Linked DNA regions of Sus scrofa: region 2 is linked to region 1. A link is a contact called in public promoter capture Hi-C data. All regions are on one chromosome and are shown on one strand. Each heading gives the region's core, a stretch centred on a gene start, on an enhancer-like site or on the middle of the called end of the contact. The rest is flanking DNA. Distances are from core to core; before and after follow the strand shown.

Region 1 (4,769 bases), core at 1,069-3,568:
TGAGCTAGTTCCAGCAGGGAGGCATGGGAGGAGGGGAGATAGAGACCCCAAGATGGGAAAGGGGACCAAATGGGAGCAAGAGAAGCACATGGGTAGAGATGGACCAGAGAGGAGAAGGTGGCAGGGGGGTTCCAGGGAGAAGAGAAGAGGGCAGGTCTGAAAAAATGGGTGGGAAGGGGGATGGTCTGAAGAACCACCTGTCAGGTGCCAGAGGAGCCTTCCTGGCTCCTGCCCACCCTGACCCTCACATGGGCCTCTTGGATACCCCCTCTTTCAGGGCCCCCACCCCACCTCACTCACCTTTGTTACAGGAGCTGGAGGGGAGCAGGGAGGCCAGCACGAGGGACAACAGGAGGAGGGTCATGGTGCGGGGCGGGCAGGGCAGGGCCCCCCCCGCGATCGCTCTCCCCTGGGAGCCTCAAGCCCGCTTATCCACCTTGGGGGAGGGTTGCAGGGACTGCCCGAGGAGGGAAGGCAAGAGCGCCAGCAGTGGGGCCGAGATCGAGAGGAGCCTGACGCCCGCTCTAGTCCATAGAGCAGACCCGGGCAGACCCCAACCTTGGTGGCTGAGGTGGGGGACTTGCAGTGGCTTCTCCTTCGCTCTGGAGCCCCGCGTCCTCACTCTCTCTCTCATTCCCACCCCATCCCCGCTACTGCAGGATGACGTCAGCACCGCCGGGCCGGGACTGATGGAGCCGCCGACCAATGGGGCGACTGGGGGGGCCAGGTGCTGCAGGGGGGGAGGGAACCAATGGGACTGGGGAGCAGGGGCGGGAGGATGTGTTAGGGCTTTTTCCCCTGACTGCATTTTGGGGGAGCCAGGGAACTGCGGGGGCTGGGGAGGAAGAGGGGGTGGGGAAAAAAAGAGGGACATGGGGAGCCTCGAGAAGCCAGAAGCCCCGGGGGTGGGGAGAGGAGACGTCAACGGGGACCCGAGGGAGGCGAGGAGGGACAGTATCCACGTCACCCCACAGCCACCACCCCCAACTCTGCACTAACCTCTTTTCACAGCCCATTCCATCCCTGCTATGTGTGCCTCCTGGGAACAGTGAAGTAAACCCCACAGCCTTGAGCCCCCAGAGATGCTAGCATTTCAGCTGCCAACCCCAGGTCTCTGGGGAAGCCACCGGGTGGTCAGCAAGGTCAGAGACAGGGGGACAGAGGTCTGGGACTTGAGGAGATGTGAGATGTTTGTGCTCATCCCCCACCCACCCCCAACACACACACACACACACACAAACACACACACCTGTCAGGGCAGTTCACCTCTAGGTGGAATTTTTCCCATGGCCTACTCTCTGCCTCCCTCTCCCTGAATTTCCCACCTTAAACCATGAAGAACCAGCCCTGTGGGTTCTGAAGCTGAGGACGTCGGTAGGTTTGAGAGGCAGAGAAGAGGTGTGCGTGGCGGGGAAGGGAGTTGGTGGTGGGGCACACACCCTCCATGGCAATTACCTCTGGTACATGGGCGGTCCAGGAGCCCCAGACAGGGGCAGGTCATGGCATCAGCAGTGACTCCAGAGGGGGAGGGAAACCCCTGGGTTTGTAAAATTCTCCAGAACAGCCAAACCAACTCCTCCCTCACCTCTGCTCCAGACTTTGAACTCAGCAGCTCATCAGGCTGCGGTCAGCTCCCTCTGCAGTTTCTCTGCTTCCCTCCCAATGAAGTATGTAGGACATTCTCTCTACAGGACAGAGTCTGGAATGCCAGCACTGGGGCCCCAGCTCAGCGAAGCCGGCAGAAGGTGCTGTGGGGGCCAGCACTCTAGAATTTTCTCCACTGGGGCTCCCGGCCAGCTGGCTTGCCTCTCTCCTTCCCCTCCCCTCCTCCCCCTCACACCTTTCAGGATCCCTGACTCAGCCCCAGGATCTCAAGACGTTGTTAGGACTCAACCCTGAGTGAGTCTGGAAGAGTCCCTACTCCACACAACCAGACCAGCTTCCTCCCAGATGAGGCTGCCCCTCGGGGTTCGAGAAGGTTCCCAAGCCTGCCAGAAATGGGCTGGAAGCCAACACGGAGCTTCAGAAAGGCTCCTGTCCTGCCTGCCGCATAGCCTCAGACCCTCGTCCAGGTTCCTTCCTCCGGAAAAGCCGAGGTCAGGCACAGCCTTGCCAAGTCCCTGCCCCTCCCTCGGGGCTGCAGACGTGAGCCTCACTCACTCATCGTCGGGGGTGGAGGAGGGGGAGCTGGTGGAGGAGGGGGAGCTGGTGGAGCTCTTATTGCAACAGGGCCCCAGGTCTATAAAAACCCCGGGAGCACAGACCTTTACATGGGCTGCCTCTGTGTGTGCTGGGAGGCTGGCCTGGCGTCCCCCAGCCTCCCCTGTCAGACAACACTCCCTCCCTCCTCACTCTGGCTCCTACACCCTCCTGAAGCCTTGACCTTGGCCAGCCTGGACGATGCCTCCCAACCTCACCGGCTACTACCGCTTTGTCTCACAGAAGAACCTGGAGGACTACCTGCAAGCCCTGAGTAATGGCCTCACCCTTCCCCAAACCCTTTCTCTCCCCTTCTCTCCTCTCCCCTCCAGCCTCCCGTCCCACTGAGGTGCAGGGGAGGCAGGTTGGACAGCGTGGAAAGGCTCAGGTGCTGGAGCTGAACTTGGGGCCCTTTTCTAGACAGGGGCGTTGCTTGGAGGGAGTAAATGCACAGCCCCAGACCCAGCTGAGGGGCCGCTCCCAGCCCCAGGCTGCTGCCGTGGGTTGGGGGGCACCCCTGGCCGGCTGGCCAAGAGGACCCTTGCTAAGAGACAGCCCCCACAGACATCAACTTGGCTCTGCGCAAGATCGCGCTGCTGCTCAAGCCGGACAAGGAGATCGACCATCGGGGCAACCACATGACCGTGAAGACCCTGAGCACCTTCCGAAACTACGTGCTGGAATTCGAGGTGGGGGTGGAGTTTGAGGAGGACCTAGGCATCGTGGATGGACGAAAGTGCCAGGTAACTTGCTCAGGCTTGTGGGGAGGAGCAGGGGGGTCTCTTAACCGTCTGGGGCTGAACAAAGTAGCCTCTCCCAGCAGCGGGGGGTGGGGGGGTGAGTGGGTGATGACACAGCAGGCTGTGGGATCCCTAGGCTAACAGGCTCCTGCTGTTACTCACCCAGGCCCACTCCCTCCCTCCTCCTCTCTCCTGCCCCCTCTTAGCACCAGCCAAAAGGACAAAAAGGGCAGGCCACCCTCAGGCCAAGAGCAAACATGTGCTCACCCTCTCACCTGTGACCCTGTGGACCCACAGCATCTTTGCCCCCAGCTTCTATCCCTCCACTCCCATGCAGCTCTTTCTGCTTCTTACATGTTCCTTCGCAGACCCTAATTCCCCTCTTCATGCTGTAAACTGGAGTTTCCCCCAGTATTTTGTTCTTGACTTTCTCTTGCCTGTGTAGCATCCATGGGCTAAATCATCTACACCCATGTAGATGTGTTCGGTTACCATCTATAATCTCCCCCGGGCATGGATTCTCCAGCCAGAGGTACCACCTGTGCCCCAGGGTCAAGTTTCAACTGCCTGCAAAATGTTTCCATCTGCATGTCCCAAGGTCAAACCCAAAGGGGTTATCTTCCTACATGAATCTATTCCTGCTTTTATAGTTACTGTTTCCGTCAATCACAATGACCAGCAGGACCAAAGCATAGAAGTCACAGTCATTATCTTGTATTCTCTTACCTCTGTGCTCCCCACACACACATGCTCACACAAGCATGCACATGTGCATCCTTATAACCTTTATATGTGCAACCTTCATAACGTTTCTGTGCTATCCAATATGGTAGCTCCTAGCCATACATAGATATTGAACTTTTGAAATGTACCTGGTCCAGCTTGAGATGTGCTGTCACTATAAAACACATACTGGGATTTTAAAGACAATCCCCCAAAACGTATAAGACGTTGCAGGAATTTTTGTATCGATTACATGCAGAAATAACAATTTGGGGGATGTTTTAGTTTGAATAAAAGATATTATTAAAATTAATTTCACCTGTCTCTTTACTTTTCTAACATCAATTGGAAATTTTTAAAATTATATGTGTGGCTTGCATCTAGGACCCATTCTATTTCTCTTGAGCATCACACGTGTATGTGGCTTTTATTGGTTTCTTCCTGGTCTTTCTCACTATCATCACCTCAACTCAGGTCCTCATTTTCCTCTGGTCCCCAAACTGGTCCCTAGTCTTGACCCTCCTCTAATTCACTCTGCCTACTGTCACCACAAGGCTCTAAAATGTAAAAGTGACCATATCATCCCCTGACTTAAACTCTTGCTGTGACAATCTCTGACATTCCAGGTAAGGTCCATATGCTCCACACAGCATCCAAGGGTCTCCCCATGAACGCACCAGGTTACAGCCCTTACAACTACCTGTCCTTCTGTCTTCTTCTTCTTCTGCTTCTTCTTCTTTTTTTTTTTTTTTTTTTTTTTTTTTTTTTTTTTTTTTTTTTTTTTTGGTCTTTTTGCCTTTTCTAAGGCCAGTCCCGTGGCATATGGAGATTCCCAGGCTAGGGGTCTAAGCAGAGCTGTAACTACGGGCCTATGCCAGAGCCACAGCAACGCAGGATCCGAGCCGAATCTGCAACCTACACCACAGCTCACAGCAACGCCAGATCCTTAACCGACTGAGCAAGGCCAGGGATCGAACCCACAACCTCATGGTTCCTAGTCGGATACGTTAACCACTGTGCCTCGAAGGGAACTCTCTGTCCTTCTTTCTTACCTCTATGCTGTTCCTTTCCTTGCCAGAAAGTGCCCATTATCTCCAATCTGATTAA
Region 2 (4,769 bases), core at 971-3,470, 280 kb after region 1:
CACAGCAAGGTCAGATCTGAGCTGCATCCTCAACCTATGTCACAGCTTGTGGCAATGCCGGATCCTTAACCCACTGAGCAAGGCTGGGGAAGGACCTGCATCCTCAAGGACACTGGTGAGTTCTCAACCTTTCGAGCCACGATGGGAACTCTGACTATACCCAGATTTCTTGATGCCCAGTGCACAGGGCTCCAGTCCAGTGAGGCCTGTGTACCCAGCCAAGGGCTGGGAGCGGGACACGGGTCATGCTGAGGGTCTTACCCAATATGAGGGCGTCTCCAGGTCTCGGAAGCTCTGGGGCCGAACCCCAGGCATCCGTCGGTACTTAGCCATGTCCTCCTGCATCTGCAGGTGTGTGGGGTTTGCTACAAAGAAGGTGTGCGCTGCGGCCACGGCCAGGTCCAGCTTCTTGAGCTGAGAATCGAGAAGGATGAGGGAGTCAGCCCTGAGGTGGGGGGGTCAAACTCTGCCCCCTTCCCAGCCTGCCCACCCCAGATGCCCCTGGCACTGCCCAAGAGCCTTCAGAACAGCCCACCTCCCAATCTCCAGACCCCCAGTATGTTGGGACAATCAGGAGTCTGGTAGCTAAGAAGAAGGGGTCTGAAGAATGGAATGGGTGGGATATGGGCAGAGGGATCTGGGTTTGAAGTCTGGGAGATAAGGTGGAAGTAATGGCTGAGTGACATGGGGACATGGGGCTGACCTGAGCGACCAGCAAAAGCCGCAGGTCTCTAGGACCCTGGGCTGAGGTGTGGGTGACCAGCGCCCCCCTTCCCCGGCCACGTAGGCATTAGTAGGCAATAGCTACCGTACCAGTAGCTGCGCAGTGTCCACTGCCCCCGCCCCCAGGACACCGGGCCCCTCAGCCCTGCCTCCCTCTTCTTACTTTGCCGAAGCTCTCTCCTGCCCAGAAGTGGAGGTTCACACTCACCCCCCACCCCCGCCCTCATGCTCTCCAGTCCCTAGCCCCTCCGCCTCGTTCCCAGGAAGGGGCGGCTGTCACCCCACGAAGGTCCCAGTAAGACTTCCTAGAACTCCAGGCCCCTCCGTCTTCTACTTCCACCCCGAGGCAGGACGCCCATTCCAACTTTGCTCCCACTCTCCCGAGGCTGTCCCTCTGCCACCTCGATGGGTGCTTGCCGCGGTTTGATATGAACGACTCCAAGGGAGAGGTCCCATCAGCACGGCCCCACCCGAGTCCGGGCGCTGGCACGCCGCCCCTCCCGGGAGCGGGAGGAGGACAGCAGCTGGGCGGGGGATCCCTGGGGCCGCGCACCTGGTAGTAGGCCCTCTGCAGGTAGTTGTAGGGTTCCCGGCGGCGGAAGGCGTCCCGGAGCGTGCTCCCCACGCGGAGCCGCGCCGCGCCCCCCGGGCCCAGCCTCCGCGCGGCGCACTGGGTCAGGCACTCGGCGCGCCGGAGCGCGGCACGGAGTAGCAGCGGCTCCCAGGCGCCCCGCGCCGCTCCGGGCCCCGGGGCAGCGGCGAGCAGGGCGGGGAGCGCGGCCCCCGGCTCGGCGGCGCAGCGCTCCTGGCAGTCCCGCCGCGCGCGGCCCAGCGCCACCCGGCTCCGCAGCGCCTCCCGCAGCAGAGCCACAGCCGGCGCCCAGGCCCCGGCCGCGTAAGCGCGCAGCCCGTCGGCGTAGAGCAAGTCGGGGGCCTGAGGGGGCGCCCCCGGGGACAGCGGGGCCAAGCCGGGGGGTTCGGGGGACCCCGGGGGAGGCAGCAGCAGCAGGAGCAGCAACAACCAGAGGAGCCGGAGCATCGTGTCAGAGCCGCCGGCCGGCTGCCCGAGGGAACTGCGGGAGCCGAGAGGGAGAGGGAGGAAAGGGGGAAGGGAGAGGGAGGGGAAAGGAAGGAGAGATGGAGAGGAGGGAGGAGAGGAAGAGGGGAGGAAAGAGCGGCACCGACCGGCGCTGATGGAGCCGAGACAACCCTGGGAGAGGCCGGTCTGGGAGACAGGAGTCAGAGAACGCCTGGCAGAACGTGGTGAAGCGGGCTTTAGGATAAGCGAGGTGGCAGGGACGAGAAACAGACCGTGGAGCGAGCGGAGCCGATGGCTGGCACTGGAGCAGGCCTAAGGCACCCTGAGGAGCCTCTTAGGACTCCGGACTCCAACTCCAGAGGCCCTTGGGGCGGGAGTACCTACTGCAGCAATGTTCCCCTCCAGCCTAGAGTCCAGGAAAGGGAGCGTGCCTGCCTCCCACACACCCAGCCACCCACGCAGGCTTTTGGAAAAAGAGCTTTAGAATGCAGCAGGGGGGAGGATAAACTCCAGGCCTGTGACACCAAGTCTGCCCAAACCCTTTCCTGCCCAGAAAGTGGGCACACACAGATTTGGGAAAAGGAGGCAAGCTGAAGCATGGGAGGTAGAGATGTCCTGTAAAACCACCCCTACGATCTCAACAAATATCCTTCACACCCAAAACCAGCAAGCTCAAGAGTCTCCCCATACCCCCCACCCCAGCAGGAGATGCCCTCCTAAGCCTGTCTCTGTGTTGTCCGCGTGTCTCTCTTCCTCTGTGTATATTTCTGCGCCTCTGTCCACTGTCTCTGCTCTGTTTTGTCCTCTCTGAGCCATTCCACTCCCCAAGCCTCTGACCATCCCCTTTGCCACCACAGCACACTGGACACAGAGGTTTTCATGGTAACACTTCAGACTTTAATACATTTTGCTAGGGATGACGGAAGGTGAGCTGGGCATCCGGTGACGGGATGACAGCAGGAGTTCCAGGGCCCCCGATCCAGCCCATCTCCTTAGAGTCTGGAGGCAGCCGCCTTAGGCTCAGGTATAGAACGAGGTGTTACCCACCCAGCCCCACCTCCTCTCAGTCCAGCAGGCCCACTTGGGCTCAAAGGGTCAGCTGGGGGAAGATGGGGTTACCTGGGCCCCAGGATCCTCCCCAAGCTCGTGCGCCCCCCTCACCTCCTGTCAGGGAGCAGCGTCGCCCTGCACTTAGGCCCAAAGGAAGTCCAATGGCTCTGCTCTCAGGGGACCCAAGGGAGAGTCGGCGGGGTGAGATGCCCAGGGGCCTGGGCCGGCGAGGAGAGGGCCCCGGCGAGGCAGTCGGAGAAGGCAGAGGCGTCTCGTCAATGAAGGTGGTGATCTCCTCTCGGAAGAAGCCTGGACCCCATGGAGGTCCCCCACCTGACCCCAGAACCCCACCCTCCAGGAATTGGCGGAGGCTGGCCAGCCCCCCACCTTCAGCCTCTTCCTCATCCTCCTCATCCTCCAGCCTTTGTCTCTGTCCCAGGTACTCAGGAGGGCCCCCTAGGGCCCGGCTCTGGGCTGGGAGGACCCGGATGTCATCAGAGGATGACCACTTGTGCAGGAAGGAGCCTGGTGCCCGAGGAGTAGCGAAGATGTTGGTCTCATCATGGGACAGACGGCGGGCCAGAGGGACCTGGGGAGAGGAGGAAGTAGACCCAGAGGTGCTGCAGGGACAAAGGGGGCAGAGGCAGAAACTGAAACGGGGACTCTCTGCAAGTGGCTCCACCCCTACACTTTCGCAAAAAAACGCCTCTGATGGGCGAGCCGGCTTCTGGCAGGTCTGTGCCCTGCAGGCCCGGACTAGGGAGGGATGAGAGACTGCAGAAAAGGAGGGAGGGGATACCCACAGTCGGAGGTGTATGGCCTCGTCCCATACCTGTAAGTAATGGACCCTCTCAAGAGGGGGAAAAAGCATGTGCCTTCCAGGCAGCAGCTTCACTTGGGCGGGGTCCCTGCCCCCTGGTCCTGTGGCCCCGTTGGCATCAAAGCGAACTTTGCACACTCGGCCGTCTGCATAGTCATCACAGCCCCCATCTAGGAGATAAAAGGGGCAGAGTGGTTACAAGCAGGGAATACCCACCCCCCAACCCCCTCATAAAGCTTCCACTCCCTTATAAGTTCCCTGGAGAATCCTCCTGTTCCCATTAGTCTGTAAATTCTAAGAGGAAAGCAAGAGTCGCTAAGGGTCTGTTGCTTCATTGCGGAGCCCCTAGTGATTCATACATACCCACACACTTAATTGAAACAGTTGCCACACCCCCCCCCACCAAGAGCTGTCACCGTATGGTGGGGGTGGGGGGGTGGCGGGGTGGGAGGGGTGTGGATGCCCAGGGGAGAGATCCCTCCGTGCAGAAGGATGCAGGGCTTGTGCATCAGGGAGAGGACTGGGGAGAGGAAAGCAGGGAGTCGGCCCAGGGGTAGCGCAGGCTCTGTCCAGCAGGGGGCACTCCAGGGCAGCCCGTCCCCACAGAAGGGCTGGTAGAAAAGGGCAGGAAAAGGGAGCCGATGCCCAGGAAAGCCAAAGCCCAGGCCCTCCTCTGACCGTCGTCGCCATCCTCCTCGGACATGATAGCCACGCACTGCTCCCACACTGTGCGCACGTCGGCGCGGTAGCGCTCGCAGGACCAGATAAAGGACGGCAGCAGCAGCGTCTGTGCCATGGAACACCACAGCACAGCCAGCACCATCCACGGGGGCGCCGAGTCCGACTTCAGGGAGAAGAAGCTCACCACCTGGCGGGACGATGGCGGAATGGCACTGGTCAGGGCCCAGAGCCGCGGGGGCCCATCGGACCCCAGATAGGACATCCTAGTGCAGCTGAGGGGGCAAGAAGTCAGGAGGGAATCACATAGGGTCACCGACAGAGGCAAAGGTCGAGATGAAGATGAACTGAGGGGGAGGGACTGACTCAGAGGAAGATCCGAAGAGAGTACTGGAAAGAAAGCCCTGTGGTCCAGAGGGAGAAGAGCAGAGGTGGTAGAGCCGACTTGAAGACAGGCTG

What was found. Promoter capture Hi-C pulls out the DNA fragments that hold promoters and counts their contacts.
Region 2: a promoter capture Hi-C map of fetal liver shows a contact between it and region 1, with 4 times the contacts expected there. The contact joins the promoter of P3H3 here to the promoter of RBP5 in region 1. A contact is called at or near these places in 1 of 5 promoter capture datasets (fetal liver), 1 of 47 Hi-C or Micro-C datasets (skeletal muscle) and 1 of 2 datasets of contacts at active chromatin or transcription factors (alveolar macrophages).

The regions. Positions count from the first base shown.
Region 1 is chr5:63,598,864-63,603,632 of Sscrofa11.1, forward strand. It overlaps RBP5 (retinol binding protein 5, cellular), which reads left to right and starts at 2,319. Exons shown (of 4, transcript NM_001145223.1): 1 at 2,319-2,473; 2 at 2,764-2,942. The coding sequence starts at 2,401. All of the region lies in intron 1 of CLSTN3 (calsyntenin-3), which reads right to left.
Region 2 is chr5:63,883,074-63,887,842 of Sscrofa11.1, forward strand. P3H3 (prolyl 3-hydroxylase 3) reads right to left here and starts at 2,221. Exons shown (of 14, transcript XM_005652597.3): 1 at 1,277-2,221; 2 at 262-414. The coding sequence starts at 1,762. GPR162 (probable G-protein coupled receptor 162) reads right to left here. Exons shown (of 5, transcript XM_013987412.2): 3 at 4,311-4,500; 4 at 3,645-3,802; 5 at 2,637-3,401. The coding sequence ends at 2,850.